Regions from separate parts of the Sus scrofa genome. Here region 1 is linked to region 2. The links are chromatin contacts, called in public Hi-C maps. All regions are on one chromosome and are shown on one strand. Each heading gives the region's core, a stretch centred on a gene start, on an enhancer-like site or on the middle of the called end of the contact. The rest is flanking DNA. Distances are from core to core; before and after follow the strand shown.

Region 1 (6,973 bases), core at 297-2,796, 100 kb before region 2:
TTCAAAGGAATCTCTTATTTGAGAATTTTTGTTCTCTCTTCCACTAGATTCTCCAAACACAGAGATAAGCGAGTCCCGTGAGTATAGAAATTTTAACCAACAACCAAAAGTGAGCTGCAGAGAGACGAGGAGCAGCAATAAACGCAGCGCTTTCTGAACTTCACTTTGACCCAAACGCAGAGCCAGGCGAAGAGCGGAAGCTGGGGGAGCGCATCTCCCCAGGACCGGGCTCACACACTCCACCATCCAAGTGCCCCCGTCCAGGAATGAAAGGCCACGGCACACGGTGGCTCAGGGGACGGGCAGCCCTGACGGGGGCCGGCATTGCTCCAAGCCCAGGCGCGTTCGGGGCCCCTCGAACACAAGTGGACCGACGCACCACGCCTGGTCCACACTCTGGCCACGAGAACTGTCCTCCAGAAACACGCCAGCCTCCCAGAGACAGATCAGGGAAAGGCGCGTGGTGGAGGCGGGGAGTGGGAAGCCTTGTTTGGGGAACCCTCACTGGCAACTAAACCTGTGCGACTGACGGGGGCACCCAGACCAGGGGAGGCCACGTGACTTCAGGGCCCAAGGCGCTTATAAAAGTTCATACTTTGTAAAAGACCACAGAAGACTCACACCTAACCCTCGACAGGCTAGACCCAGGGAAAACGCTGCCACTCCCCACGGAATGACTTCTGTGGACACAGTGAACAGGCTGGCAGGCTGGCTCTCAAACAAGAAGAGGCCAGGCGGTCCCTGTGCCACCGCATGCGGCATGGAGGCCGGTGCGGACAAGCCCTTCCTGGGAGGCTGACACCCAGAGGGCCCAGCAGGCCCGTCCCGGGGAACACACGTGTGCACACACAGCCGCCCCGGCCTCAACAAACGCCATTCAGCTGTCCCCGCGGGCTGGCCTTGGCCGAGGGCCGCGCCTGGTACCCAGCAACCCTGGCGTCACGCGCCCAAGGCGGAGGAGCAGAGCTGGAAGCACAGAAGCAGGACGTCTCGGGGCTGAAATGCTCGATTTAAAGATGGGCCTGCGGGGTGGGGCGGGAACAGCGATTCTGAGAAACTGTCCAGGACACCCAGTGTCACCGAGGGAGCTTCCGCTCCACCACGCAGCTCCCCAACAAGCAGCGAAAGAGGAAAGATCCCAGTATAAAGTCACACGGGCTCTCCAGGGGATGGGGGGGAACGCAGGGCCCTCCTGGGGTCCAGGCTTAGGCAGACTCGCCCACTTCAGGGGCCCCCAAGTGCCTGGGGTGTGGAAGATGATCTGGGGACGGGGTAAAGGGCAGAGGCCAAGCGGCCTGACCCACCAGGTGCTACGTAATCGACACTGTTCTTCCCGCCTTAAGGGTGAATGTGGAAAAGACGGGGAAGGCGCCCTTCGAGACCCCTGGTCACTGACTCCCCCTTTTACGAAAAACCATCCCCAAGTCACCCTCCAGAAGTCACACGTCCGCTCAGGTGAGAAGGATTCAGGGTCAGGAGTGGGCATGGCTCATGGCTGACCTGTCCCGCCGGCAGCTGCCCTGGATCTGGGCCACTGTCTCAACAGGACCAGCTGGCCCAGCCTGGCGACAGCTCAGGCCCAGGACCCGACTCCTGGGACCGGCCAAGACACACCTGGCAACAACATGCACCTCGTGTTTGCGACACTGGAGAAGCCAGCTCAGAGAGGCAGACACGACCAAGGGCCCAAGGAGCTGCGGGGAGCCTTCCCCAGGCACCTGCCGCCCGCCCCACCCCTGGTGGCCCTGGATGTCCCGCTCATCGCCTGGCTGGCTGGCCTGGTTCTGCCTGGGGACACAGGAAAACCCAGCAGGCAGGAGGCTCTGGGCCCTGCTCCTCCCACGCTGGCCTCCTGGAAAGCAAGTCTTGATGCTCCTGCCTTCGGGACTTTTCTTTAAAAAAACAAAAAAATCTGCTTAAGGCACAATTCGCCTCAAATCCATTCCAAGTTGTATATTTGTTTTCCGATTAAAAACTTACAATAAAAAGAGGAACTGGGAGTGGCTCTGAAATCACGGTGGGAGGACGGGAGGTGCACTGCTGAGCCTGTAACCCCCTCCCCAGCCCTGGCTCCGCTCTGGTCTGGTCTAGAGAACAGGGACCTGACTGCCAGGGGCGGAGGGTGGCCTGTGGACGGGGGACAGGACACGCTGTGGACAGAGGTCGGGGCATGCCTGTACCCTCAACAGCCCGGCCCCAGGATGGCAGACGGGGGTTGCCCTGCTCCCAGGCGGGGCGGCTGAGTCGTCCCCCCGCAGCCCCCAGCCACACCACCGCCTGAGACGATCGAGGCAGCTTCCTAGGACCTGGGTTTTTTTTTAAGGTTACTATTTTAATGAGATTATTAATCTTCCATTGAAAAATATCAGCTCCTTGATGGCAGTCGAGCTGATGGAGATTTTTCAGGAGAAAGATCTCGACGACCACGCAGATTTTCATTCATGTCTTTGGAACTTCTTTTGAAAATTAGAATCTTTTTCTTTTTTTTTTTTTAAACTCTAGAAAACAAATGCTTCAACTGAAGTATATAGAATTTCTGGAGTTCCTGTTGTGGCTCAGCCATTAATGAACCTGACTGGTATCCACGAGGACGCAGGCTCTATCCCTGGCCTCGCTAAGTGGGTTAAGGATCCGTCGTTGCCACAAGCTGCAGTGTTAAGTGGCAGATGCAGGTTGGATCCCGCGTTGCTGTGGCTGTGGTGTAGGCTGGCAGCTGTAGCTCTGATTCGACCCCTAGCCTGGGAACCCCCTAAAAACACACACAAAAAAGTATATAGAATTTCTTATTCAAAATACATTAGTAAACTTACAGGCTCACGTCATAATTTTATTTACTGAGGGATGCAGTGGCTGACCCCAGGGGCTACAGCCACCGAGGGGCACGTGTGCAGGACATGGGGCAGCACTCGGACAGGGCTCTGCAGACGCAGAGGAGGCGGGGAGAAGGCGAAAGGGCAAAACCAAGGGCACAGCGCGACCCTAGAGAAGGGAGACAGCGGTCCTGAGAAGCGAGGATACAGCCAAGAGCACATCTGGAGAACAAGGAAAGGCTCTGACGGTGTTTAAAAAGAGAAACCAAAGTTCCATAAAGAGTGTCAGGAGAGACTTGAGGTTTCTGAGGAAGCAGGTAAGAGAAAGAGACAGAGGGGGGAAAGGTGGGAAAAGCAGAAACAAGACGGTAACTCCCTGAGATCGCAGGAACTGAGTCTTCAGACGGAAGACCCCCCCACCCCACCCCGGGCCTGGCCGGGACAGCAGGAGGGACTCAGTCCTCCCAGGGGGAAGGGCTGTGCAGAAGGGCCAGGCTGGCGGCGGCAGCAGCAGCGTCCCCCCACGGCCACCCTCGAGGCTAGAGGGCGCCCTCGCCCGGAAGCACAGGGCCTCCAACCTGGCGCGCTCCCCCCAGGGAAGCCACCCACCTGCTTATCAACGGAGGACAGTTTTCAGCTGCGTACGTTCTCAAAAAACACTGACCCTTCCCGTCCCACTGCCAGTAAGTAGAGGGAACGATGAGGGGAAGGAAGCCAGGAGAGCGGGGTTCCCAGATTCAGGTCCGGGGCGCCCTCAGGTCCGGGAGGGAGGGCTCGGGGGACGAGATCAAGGAGATGTAAGCCAACCCGGGAAGGGGCGCCGAGCGGAGGCTGAGCTCGGGCCCTGGAGGGTCCCACAATCCCGCCGCAACCGGGGACCCTGACCGACAGTCCCGACGACCTTGGGGGCGCGGAAGAAAAGCCAAGCCTCAGGTTGCGCACAGACTAGAAACCAGCGCGGGGTTTGTGCGCTTAGATGGGGGTGCGTCTCAGGGGAGGACAAGCCTTCAAAAAACACAGTGAAGTCGGTACCGCCTGCGCTGCGGGCACCCACTCTGCTGCAGAGAATGACCCTCCTGAGCCTCGGTGTCCCCATCTGCAAGGTGGGGGCGGGACGGCAAGGTGGGGTCGCAGAGCACCCGCGTCCAGCGGAGAGGGCAGGATGTCCCGGCCCCGCCCCGCGCCCGCCGCCGGCCCCGCCCCCCCCCCCCCCGCGAGGCCTGAGTCAGAAACCCCTCTATTTCCTTTTCTTTTTTTTTCTTTTGGTCTTTTGAGGGCCGCATCCGCGGCATATGGAGGTTCCCAGGCTAAGGATCTCATCCAAGCTGTAGCCACCAGTCTACGCAACAGCCACAGCAACGCGGGATCCAAGCCGCGTCTGCGACCTGACCTACACCACAGCTCACGGCAACGCGGGATCCTTAACCCACTGAGCTAGGCCAGGGATCGAACCCTCTCCCTCATGGTTCGTAGTCGGATTCCTTAACCACTGAGCCATGACGGGATCTCCTAGAAACAGTTCTATTTTTATCGCTGTTCTCAAACCTTGTGGCTCATGACCCTACTGAGCTCATTTAAACTTAACAACCAGACCTGAGGGTGCCACCACCTCGCCGTGGACTCTCACTTCAGAGCAGCGATTTCGGGCCACTGACGGCCCTAAGCCTCTGAGCACTTAGCTCTGAACCCCTCAGGAGACAAGAAACTGGCAACAGCCATGTGGCCCTCAGTGGCGAAGTGGTCAGCCGTCAAGGGGCCACGTACAACAGTCGAGCCGCGAGAGAGGACCGACGGGAAAGGAGCCAGAGGCACGGGAACAGGAGGAGAGCGGGCTGCGAGGCCTTTCTGGGGAGCAGCCAGCAGCACGTCACACAAGGTCTCCACCCGCTCACTGGCTTCTGTCCTACGGTAGCGCCGCCCGGGACTTTTTCTTCTCCAAAACATTTGGATTCTGCAGAACGTGTCGTACCTCCACCGTCTGGGGGAAAAGGGGAGCTTCTCAGGGCTCTCGTGACAACGTCTGTGCTCCCTTGGGGTAAACTCCATGCTGGAAATCCGGGCTGCTGCCCGGACAGGTTAGCTAGTCTCTGGAAAGCACTGACCAGTGAGTGCCATCAGCAAACCGCCTGAACCAAGATGTACCAAGCTCTTCTCCCTCCGAGTGGGCACATCTGGGCTGCCCGCCCCAGGCCTCCCTCAGCTCCTCTGCCAGGCCCCTCCTGCTCCCTCAACCCCAGAGCCAAAGCCCGGAAGGAAGCGCTCCGGGCGGCAGGTCACGGGCTGGGTGTGGTCCGGAAGGGTCAGCCAAGAACATGGCACAGCGACCTTCAGAGCCGCTCCCCCCTCCCCCACAGATGTGTCTGAGAGCCGGGAACCCATCCAGTGGAGACAAGAACTAAAGGACAAGTCCATTCAACTTCCTCTCAACATGTTTTTTCGGCCGTGTGGGTGGCAGTTCTGGGGCCAGGGATCCAACCTGAAGAGCCACAGCAGTGACCCAAGTCACTGCAGTGACAACGCCGGATCCTTAACCCGCTGCACTACAAGAGAACATTTTAAAGCCGCAAACCACCCCGGCACAGGTTTAGGCAGAAGGAAAAAATGCAAGAACAGGGAGGGCCCTGCCTTTATGTGTCACATGAAGCAACTTTGATTTCTTTCCAGTTTTTTTGGGGGGTGGGGTGGGGAGGGATCACGTGGGTGTGCAGAGGGGGTGTGTGTGTGTGTGTGCAAGGTCCACAGGTGCGGGTATGGAATGGGGGGGCTCCTAGACCTGCAGGCAGGGATCCCACTCTGCAGGACGGCAGCCCGAGAGGCCTGCTCCTCTCCAGGGCACCACAGAGCCCAGAAACGCGGCAGCAGACACATCCCTCTCAAGGAAGGACCCGCGGTTTGCCAGAAACACAAAAGTACGTGGACCTCCAAACTCAAAAAGCACCGAACACAGCGAGACAATGGGAAGTGAGCTCGGACTGAACTCCCGGAGGTGGCGAAGCAGACCCGCCCAAGAGGGTGATGAAAAGGGATTTGGGTTCCGGAGTCCTGTGCTTAATTTTTATTTTATACAACGTTCCTCCCGCTAACCTTTGCCAACTGTCACAACGTGAAATCCTTCTGGTTCTGACTTCTATTCCGAAAAAAAAATCAAGAAATGCCTTCCTCAGGAAAGCGCTTCTAAAACCTTTCGCTTTCTGTGCTGCCCCTTTTCTCTGGCTGAATTTCTCCAGTTTTCTTAAAACTGTGTCTCTACGGACTGGGCTCTAGTTTTGCAAAACTCAGAACACGGTTAACCAATTTTTACTCTCCTAAAGACACCAACCACTTCTTTGCAAAATGGGGCGGGGGGGGGGGGAGGTCAGCAAAATGCTGCTTAAGGTAGCAGAACTTCTCAAAGAGCGTTCATTCATGTTCTGGGCGGAGGCCTTCAGCGCAGGAAAAAAACCCGCCCACGCCCACGGGCTGCCCGGCAACGCGGAGAAGCCGGAGAAGCCGCGAGGCAGCGCGGCGGGCGGGGGAGGGGCGGCGGCGCGGGTTCCCACGGCCGCGCCCCGAACCTCGGGGAAAAGGGGCGCAGCGCGAGGTGCCGGGGAAAACCCGCTCCGAGGGCTGCAGAGGCGCCACGTTAGGGGCGGCAGGGAGCTGCAGCCCTGCCCCTGCGACAGCGCAGCTGGCCGGCCAGGGCCTCCGCCCCGCGGCCGCTTCCTTGGGGACCCGCTCCTGCAGCCCCCGCGCCGGAAGCACTGGGAGCACGGGGCGCGCGGGGCGGGCCGCCCAGAGGAAGGCTGTTGGTAAACACGCCGGCCCCACCCCGCAAGAGCAGCACAGGAAAAGGATCTTGGCCAGCTCAACCTCAGGGCCTCTGAGGTTTGGAGTCGCTCAATCGAATTCCGCTGCGCTAAGACAAACGGATGTAAACAGAAATCCTTTTCTGTGACACTTAATTCAAGGCCAAAAAGTGAAAGAGCCAGTCTCCAAGTGACTACTTTCCCCCAAAACAAGTTCCAGCAGACGAAAGCCAGAGGAGAGCGCCTCCCCGGGCAGCCTCCGGGGAAGGCCAGGGTGGGGACGCACCCCCAGCCCCCACTCCAGCCCCAAGAGCAAGTTAAATATAAACCCGGCGCCTGCCTGGGCCCCGCTGCGGCTTCTCGAACAGCGCCGCCAAC
Region 2 (7,275 bases), core at 2,965-5,464:
CCTTTTTTGGCTGCCCGTGGCATATGGAAGTTCCTGGACCAGGACCAAATCCAAGCCACAGCTGTGGCAACACCAGATGCCTAACCCACTGCACCAGGGATGGAACCCGCACCTTAGCAGTGACCCAGGCCTCTGCAGAGTCAACGCGACATGCTTAACTTGCTGTGCCACAGCGGGAACTCCAACTTACCCTATTAAAGGGTATGGTTCAGTAGTGTGTTTCTTTGGTTTTGTTTGGCCTTGCCGGTGACATGTGGAAGTCCCTGGGCCGGGGCTCAAAGCTGCACCACAGCCTCAATCGGAACCATTGCAAGGACGTCACCGGATCCTTAACCTGCTACGGCAAGAGAACTGCATGATTCGGTAGCTTTATTCGGTCGTGTGTTTGCAAAGCTGGGCAACGGAGGCCTCTATTTATTTATTTATTTATTTATTTATTTATTTATTTAATTAATTTATTTATTTGTCTTTTTGCTATTTCTTGGGCCGCTCCCGCGGCATATGGAGGTTCCCAGGCTAGGGGTTGAATCAGAGCTGTTTCCACCGGCCTACACCACAGCCACAGCAACGCGGGATCCGAGCCGCGTCTGCAACCTACACCACAGCTCACGGCAACGCCGGATCGTTAACCCACTGAGCAAAGGCAGGGACCGAACCCGCCACCTCATGGTTCCTAGTCGGATTCGTTAACCACTGCGCCACGACGGGAACTCCCGGAGGCCTCTATTTAGTGCCACAACATCGGATCACCCCCGGGATAAACTCCAGACCCGTCCGCAGTCACGCTGCATCATCTCCCCGCCCCCCTCTCCATCTCTATAAGCTGCTCTCTGCTTCTCAGCGTCCGCCTGTCCGGGGTATGTCACTTCACAGAGACGGAATTGTACACCACGTCACCTTTTGTATCCGGCTTGTCCCACGTGGCCTCACGCCCTCAGGCTTTCCTCGCAGTGGAGCGTGTGTCAGTGTTTCCCTCGCTTCCACGGCTGGATGACAGCCCACTGATATACCGCGTTTTGTTTACCCACTCTTAGGAGCTGAAATGTGTCTCCCGAAAAAAGAAGTGGCCAAGTCCCCCGCCCCCCCATTCCTCAGAACGTGACCTTATTTGGAAAGAGAGTTGCTGCAGATGGCATCAGTTAAAAGAAGGTCGTGCTGGGGGGACCCTTCCTCCACGATGCCCGAGGGGCCTGACACGCTACACGGAGGATGATTGCGCGACGACAGAGGCAGAGCCTGGCGTGGGGCAGCTTCGAGGCAAGACGTGCCAGGGACTGCCCGCAAAACCAGAAGCCGGAAGGGGCGGGGAAGGGTTTCCCACGGGTTCCAGCGGTGTCCTGCCCACACCTTGGTCTCCGGCTTCTGTCCTCCAGGACCGAGACAGTATGTTGCCATCGTTTTAAGGTACCTTGTTTCAGCAACCCTAGCAAACCTAAGCACCCATTCGTCATGTGACGGTCCCCTGGACCGCTTCCACCTTCGGCTGTGATGACTCACGCTGTTACGGGCAGCCACAGACAGGTTTTTATGTGCACACGTGTTTTCAATCCTCTGGGCTAAACACTCCAGAGTGGAACTGCCAAGTCATCTGGTAACTCTGTGGGTGTGTGCGTGCGTGTGTAGCAAAATACACATCAGAGAAAAGCTCTCTTTTTAACCATTTTAAAGCGCACACTTCAGTGGCCTCAACTCATTCACAATGCTGTGCAACCACCCCCACTATCGAGGTGAGCTCCCCAATGTCTTCATCACCCCAAACGGAAGCGCTCTCTCTCCCCATCCCCCCACGCCGCCACCCCGGAAACCATTCATCCCCTTTCTGTCTCCAGGGATCGGCCACGGGGGATGTCGCCTAGAAATAGAATCATACCACGTACGTCTTTTTGTGTCTGAGCAAAATGTTTTCAAGTTCAACCACATTCTAGCATGTATCTGTCCTTTATTCCTTTTATGGAGGCATTGAATCTGTGGTATGACAAATGAACTTGCAACACAGAAACAGACTCACAGACACACAGAACAGACGTGTGGTGGCTGAGGGGGTGGGAGGAATGGGAGTTTGGGATCCGGAGAGGCACGCTGTTAGATACAGGATGGATAAAAACAAGGTCCTGCTGCCGATCATGGGGAACCATGTTTGATATCCCATGCTAAACCACAATGGATAATAACAGGAAATAAATGTATATATCTGTATCACTTTGCTGTAAGGCAGAAGCTAACGCTACCCTGTAAGTCAACGCTTCATCAATAAAACAAATTAACAAAAATCTACTGCCTGCATAGATCACACTTTGTTTATCCATTTTTCTTTCTTTCTTTTTTTTTTTTTTTTTGTCTTTTTAGCGCCGCACCCATGGCACATGGAGGTTCCCAGGCTCGGGGTTGAATCAGAGCTGTAGCTGGGGCACTACGCCACAGCCACAGCAACCAGGGATCTGAGCTGCGTCTGCGACCTACACCACAGCTCACAGCAGCAATGGATCCTTAACCCGCTGGACGAGGCCACGGATGGAACCCGGAACTTCATGCTTCCTAGTCGGATTCGTTTCCACTGCATCACGATGGGAACTCCTGTTTATCCATTTTTCAGTGGACAGACCTTTGGGTTGTTTCTGCCCTTTGGCTGTTGTGAATAGCGCTGCTCTGAACGAGTGTTTTGCTGCATGCAAGTTTTTGCTGGAACTCCTGTTTTCAGTTCGTTTGGGTGCATGTGTACGAGCAGAAGTGCCGGTCCTGTGGTCATTCTATGTAAAGACATCCGCCACCCACAAGAGGGTCCCCACCAGGACTCAGCCCCGCTGGCCCCTGACCTGGGACTTCCTGCCTCCAGAGCTGGGAGAAAAACCCTGCGGTCTATAAGCCACTGGGGCCACAGGGCTTTTTGTTAGAGCTGCTGAATGGACCAAGACCGTTAGTGCCTCCTGTTTGTGAACTTGGCCTTGACCTGGCTGGACGGCTACAGTGTGCACACGCCCCCTTCCATCATCGGGGCGTGTGTAACGGTCGCACGTGCTTGTTTATTCTCATTGCTGTTTCGGGTTCCGTCATCAGAACCCACGTGCCACACGCTACGCACCCACCCACTGATGATGGGCGCCTGGGTTGTTTCGAGCCTTGACCTGTTGTCACTGAGGCGGTGGTGACCTCCTGGAATGTGTCTTTAGGTGGAGCCCTGCCCTGCCTCCTCTCGGGACGGAGTGAGCTGGCTGGGCCAGGGGAATACAGATAAAGCCCCGGTAGGGGCTGCCGAACGGATTTCCCAACAACTGTGTCACGTCGTGCAGCCACGTAACGGGAGAGAGTTTCCTTCTGCCCAACCTGGTGTCACACAGTCATTTTTCTTGGCACTTGGTGAAGCATCTTTCCATATGCTTATTTCCCATTTTAACATCTCTGAGTAACACTACAGTCTGGAGGGGCTGGTGTTCCTGCGTCCACTGGACAGAGGGGGACATTTGCTTTTTTTTTTTTTTTTTAAGGGCTGCACCCGTGGCATATGGAGATTCCCAGGTAGGGGTTGAAATGGAGCCTAGCTGCCGGCCTACACCACAGCTACAACAACACAGGATCTGAGCCGGGTCTGCGACCTACACCACAGCTCACAGTAATGCCAGATCCTTAACCCACTGAGCAAGGCCGGGGATCGAACCCATAACCTCATGGTTCCTCGTTGGATTCATCTCCACTGCGCCACGACGAGAACTCCTAGAGGGGGACATGTGAAGGGCAGAGGCCAGTGGCCTGGCCGACGGCGAGGGGCCCGGGAGCACTGGATCCCGGGTCTGCGCAGAAAGCAGTGACTGCTTACCCCGGGTTCTGCAGAGCAGCCGCGACTCCTGGAGAGGAGGCGTTCTCTTCCCCCCCAAACAGGAAGAAGACCTCAGAGGAGCACCTGACAAACTCAAGTTGGGCAACGTAGGGGTTAAGACGGCTGTTTTGGGCACAGGCTTGGCCGGCGGCGCCCGCCCTACCGCTGTTAGCCGTTGCTGTTATTTTTATGGGAAAGTGCGTCTGAGAGCCACCAGGGACTGGGAATGCGGCCTGGGGCCGGGCCTGGGGGGGCGGGGGCATGTCTGTACCCAAAGGAAACAGGACAACTTGAGTAATAGCAAATCCTGGAAATGATGACAGCCGCTTGCAAGCTTGCTGCAAGCGCCCTGTTCCGTTCGCAGAAACCGGATCCACAGGCATGTGTGTGGGAGGCGGGAGGCCCAGCCGCGCTGGGTCTCAGGTTTCTGGATCTCCGAGCTGCTGGAACCCATCTTCTTCTCCGTCTTAGGTCTGGGTCTCCAGAAGCAAAGCCTGAGAGGAGGGTGTGGGTGCGGGTTGTCGATGAGGGGGGTGGCCCCAGGGCCATCTGTGCGGGGCAGACCCAGAAGCCAAGGGGGGCAGGACCCAGGCGGCACTGGCAATCCCAAAGCATGCTTGGCCTCTTGTTTTCCAGCAGACAGACGCCCAAACATACAAACGGTCAGCACATGGTTGAGCAATTCCTCACCACCCTGGAGCCTGAGGACACGGGTTTCTGATCCCAGCGAGCCGGGCAGCCTCCCACCCCCCCAGCTCTGACACAGAGGCACCCAGGAAAAGCGAGAAGGTCAATGCCGAGACCTCATGTCCTCACGTCTCAGTAAGAGGAGGCTCGCCCAGCTCCCCCAGGTTCCCACAATGCTCTGCACCAGGAGGTAGAAGCCCCATGGCCTGCTCTGCTTTGAATGAACCCACGGGTGTGAGAGTAGGGAGCCCGGCCTCCTTTGCCTGCGTCTGGACACACCCAGGGGTGCGACCTGCATCCCAGAGGCCCGTCCTCCCTTGGCTTCTTGGGTCTCCCTGGCAAATGTCTCTGGGACCCCAACCCACAGCGGTGACTGGCACAGAAACCCTCACCTCAGGGAAGCAAGGATTCCTGCCTCCAGCAGGTGCACAGACACGGCCCATCCCCGGGAGCTGGTTTCCTGGGTAAAGCCATGACACGTGTGATTCTGGACGATTCTGGAATGACTGCTGCAGCTGAGGTTTTCTCTCCCTCTCCCCCTCTGAAGCCTCTCCTCACCCAACACGCACACGGGGTCCTCGGCTGTGACATGTGCGTGTTGGGCTCACGTGTGCACGGAATGGGGCACGAAGCACACGTGTGTGAGTCTGCTGGTTTCCCAAAGGGACCCCATCCATGTCACCACCACCAGGTCAAGCAGCGAACCTCACCAGCGTCTGGGAGAGAAGCCGTGTGCCCTTCCCGTCACCACCCAGGCACCCCTAAGTGCCACCCCGACTTCTGACACCAGAGCTCAGCTCTGCCTGCCGTTTGCCTTTTAAACAAACGGAATCACACGGAACGCTCTCTTGTGCGGCCGCTTGCCTGTACGGGTGACCTGACTCTGTCTGATGAGCTCTCGCCGTGGTCCGGCTCGCCTGCATCCCTGTCTCGTATTCACCACGAGAATATGCAGTTTATTCGCCCCTCCATCACTCACGGGCATGGCACCTCTTCCTAGTTTGGGCTCTGACAAAGGATGCTCTTACAAAGGGCGTGCCCGCAGACCTTCTAGAACAGGTTCCCGGGTGCACGTGTGCGTGTGTGCGGCCGGGCGTTTGCGCCTCGTGGAATTGCTGTCATGGGAAACTGCACGTCCAGCTCGACTAGGTGCGGCCACACAGCACCCACAGTGGGGTGTATCGGTGCCCCAGCCCCTCCGCTAGTGCGGAGTTCCTCCTGCCTAACCTCACGATGCCTGGGATGGGGAACTTCCACTTTGCAACCCGATCCGAAGGGATGGGACCGTTCCTCTCCATACCCTTGACTCTCAGGGCTGCCGCGGGTCCTTACGCTCCCTTCGTGTGAATGAGACGGACGTCCCTGCCTTTAGACACTTTCCAGCCATCTGTTAAACAGTGCTGCGCTGTGCCGATTTTGTCAGAATGTGGCACGCTACTGCCCTCTGCTGGACAACTTCCAAAACTCATGCACGTCTTGGAAGCGTGAGAGAAATGGCAGCCTCTCAGGTGGGGCCCCTGGGCAGTGCACTCCCTGGACGACCGTACAGGGCGACCCTGGCCACACCCATTCCTGTTCACACACACACTGGAGGTGAGGCGAGGCGAGGACTGAGTGGAGGAGGCCCATGAACTCTCCCACAAGATGATGGCTCAAGGGCGGGATCTGGTCTGCAGTTAGGTTTTATTTGACCCACCCTATAAAAACAGAGTTGAGGAGTTCCCGTTGTGGTTCAGCGGGTTAAGAATCCAACTAGGATCCATGAGGATGCAGGCTGGATCCCTGGCCTCGCTCAGGGGGTTAAGGATCTGGCATTGCTGCCAACTCCAGTGTAGGTCGAAGATGTGGCTCGGATCCTGCATTGCTGTGGCTGTGGTGTAAGCCGGCAGTGGCAGCTCCTATTTGACCTCTGGCCTGGGAACTTCCATATGCTGCAGAAAGTATGCAGATGAAAAGGAAAAAAAAAAAAAAACAAACACTTAACTGGGCCAATATTTTTAGACATAAGAGCTTTTATGTAAAAATCTGGAAAAATCAGAGACTCCAGAAAAATTGGGCCTTCATCTCCAAATTATGACACAGAGGCTGATCTGCTTGTCTCCAGTGAACCTCGGTCTCCACCATGTCCCACTGTCCCCAACCCCAAGGCCTCTGTCAATGGCAGCAGCAAAACTACAACAAGCTAATGCAGGGCCAGATCCCTCCCCCAGCGTCTTCACGGTTTTTTTTGGCCATGCCCGCAGCATGTGGAAGTTCCCCGGGCCGGGGCTCAAACTGGTGCCACATCAGCTAACGGAGCCACAGCACTGACAATGCCAGATCCTTAACCCACGGTGCCACCTGGTAACTCCACATCTTTCCTTATTTATGGAGCCTGCCTTGCTGCTGTGGGATATACGTTTCTCATCACTAGTTTTGACATTGATAAGGGAATAAAAAAAACATTTCAGGCTGATCATTAGATTGGGAGCTAATCTAATGATCTGGAGTAGAAATCCCACCTGATAAGGTTTTTATGGAAATCTAGGGTCCCAAGGCCTTGCCCAAAGAGGCTGGTCTTTATGAGCTGGAGGCCAGAAAATGAAGAAGGAGAGCCTGGGATGAGCAGGTGAGGGTGAGCAGGTGGCATCTAGAACTTGCTCAGAAAAGCTCTGGTGTCTCAGGAAATCAGGGCTGGGGCGGCAGCCTAGCAAGTTACGTGGCTGAGACTGAAATGAAAATTCCACACCTTTGTGTTATATTGTTAAACTAGCCTCCTGACTACCTCAAGAATTTTT

Evidence for each region. A called contact is a pair of places that touch in the nucleus more often than the background predicts.
Region 1: a Hi-C map of skeletal muscle shows a contact between it and region 2, with 5 times the contacts expected there. The contact joins two enhancer-like sites. A contact is called at or near these places in 24 of 47 Hi-C or Micro-C datasets (alveolar macrophages, blood, brain and 13 more) and 2 of 2 datasets of contacts at active chromatin or transcription factors (alveolar macrophages and skeletal muscle).

What each region holds. Positions count from the first base shown.
Region 1 is chr3:3,602,169-3,609,141 of Sscrofa11.1, reverse strand. All of the region lies in intron 2 of FOXK1 (forkhead box protein K1), which reads right to left. Among named protein-coding and RNA genes, the nearest start is that of AP5Z1, 17 kb to the left of the region's middle. Within about 2 kb of position 1,546, at least 10 of the 83 cell types and tissues checked have an H3K27ac peak or open chromatin away from gene starts, as enhancers often do. A contact at or near this core is called in retroperitoneal adipose tissue and skeletal muscle, where this site is marked.
Region 2 is chr3:3,503,985-3,511,259 of Sscrofa11.1, reverse strand. No RefSeq gene overlaps it. Among named protein-coding and RNA genes, the nearest start is that of FOXK1, 49 kb to the left of the region's middle. Within about 2 kb of position 4,214, at least 21 of the 83 cell types and tissues checked have an H3K27ac peak or open chromatin away from gene starts, as enhancers often do. A contact at or near this core is called in retroperitoneal adipose tissue and skeletal muscle, where this site is marked.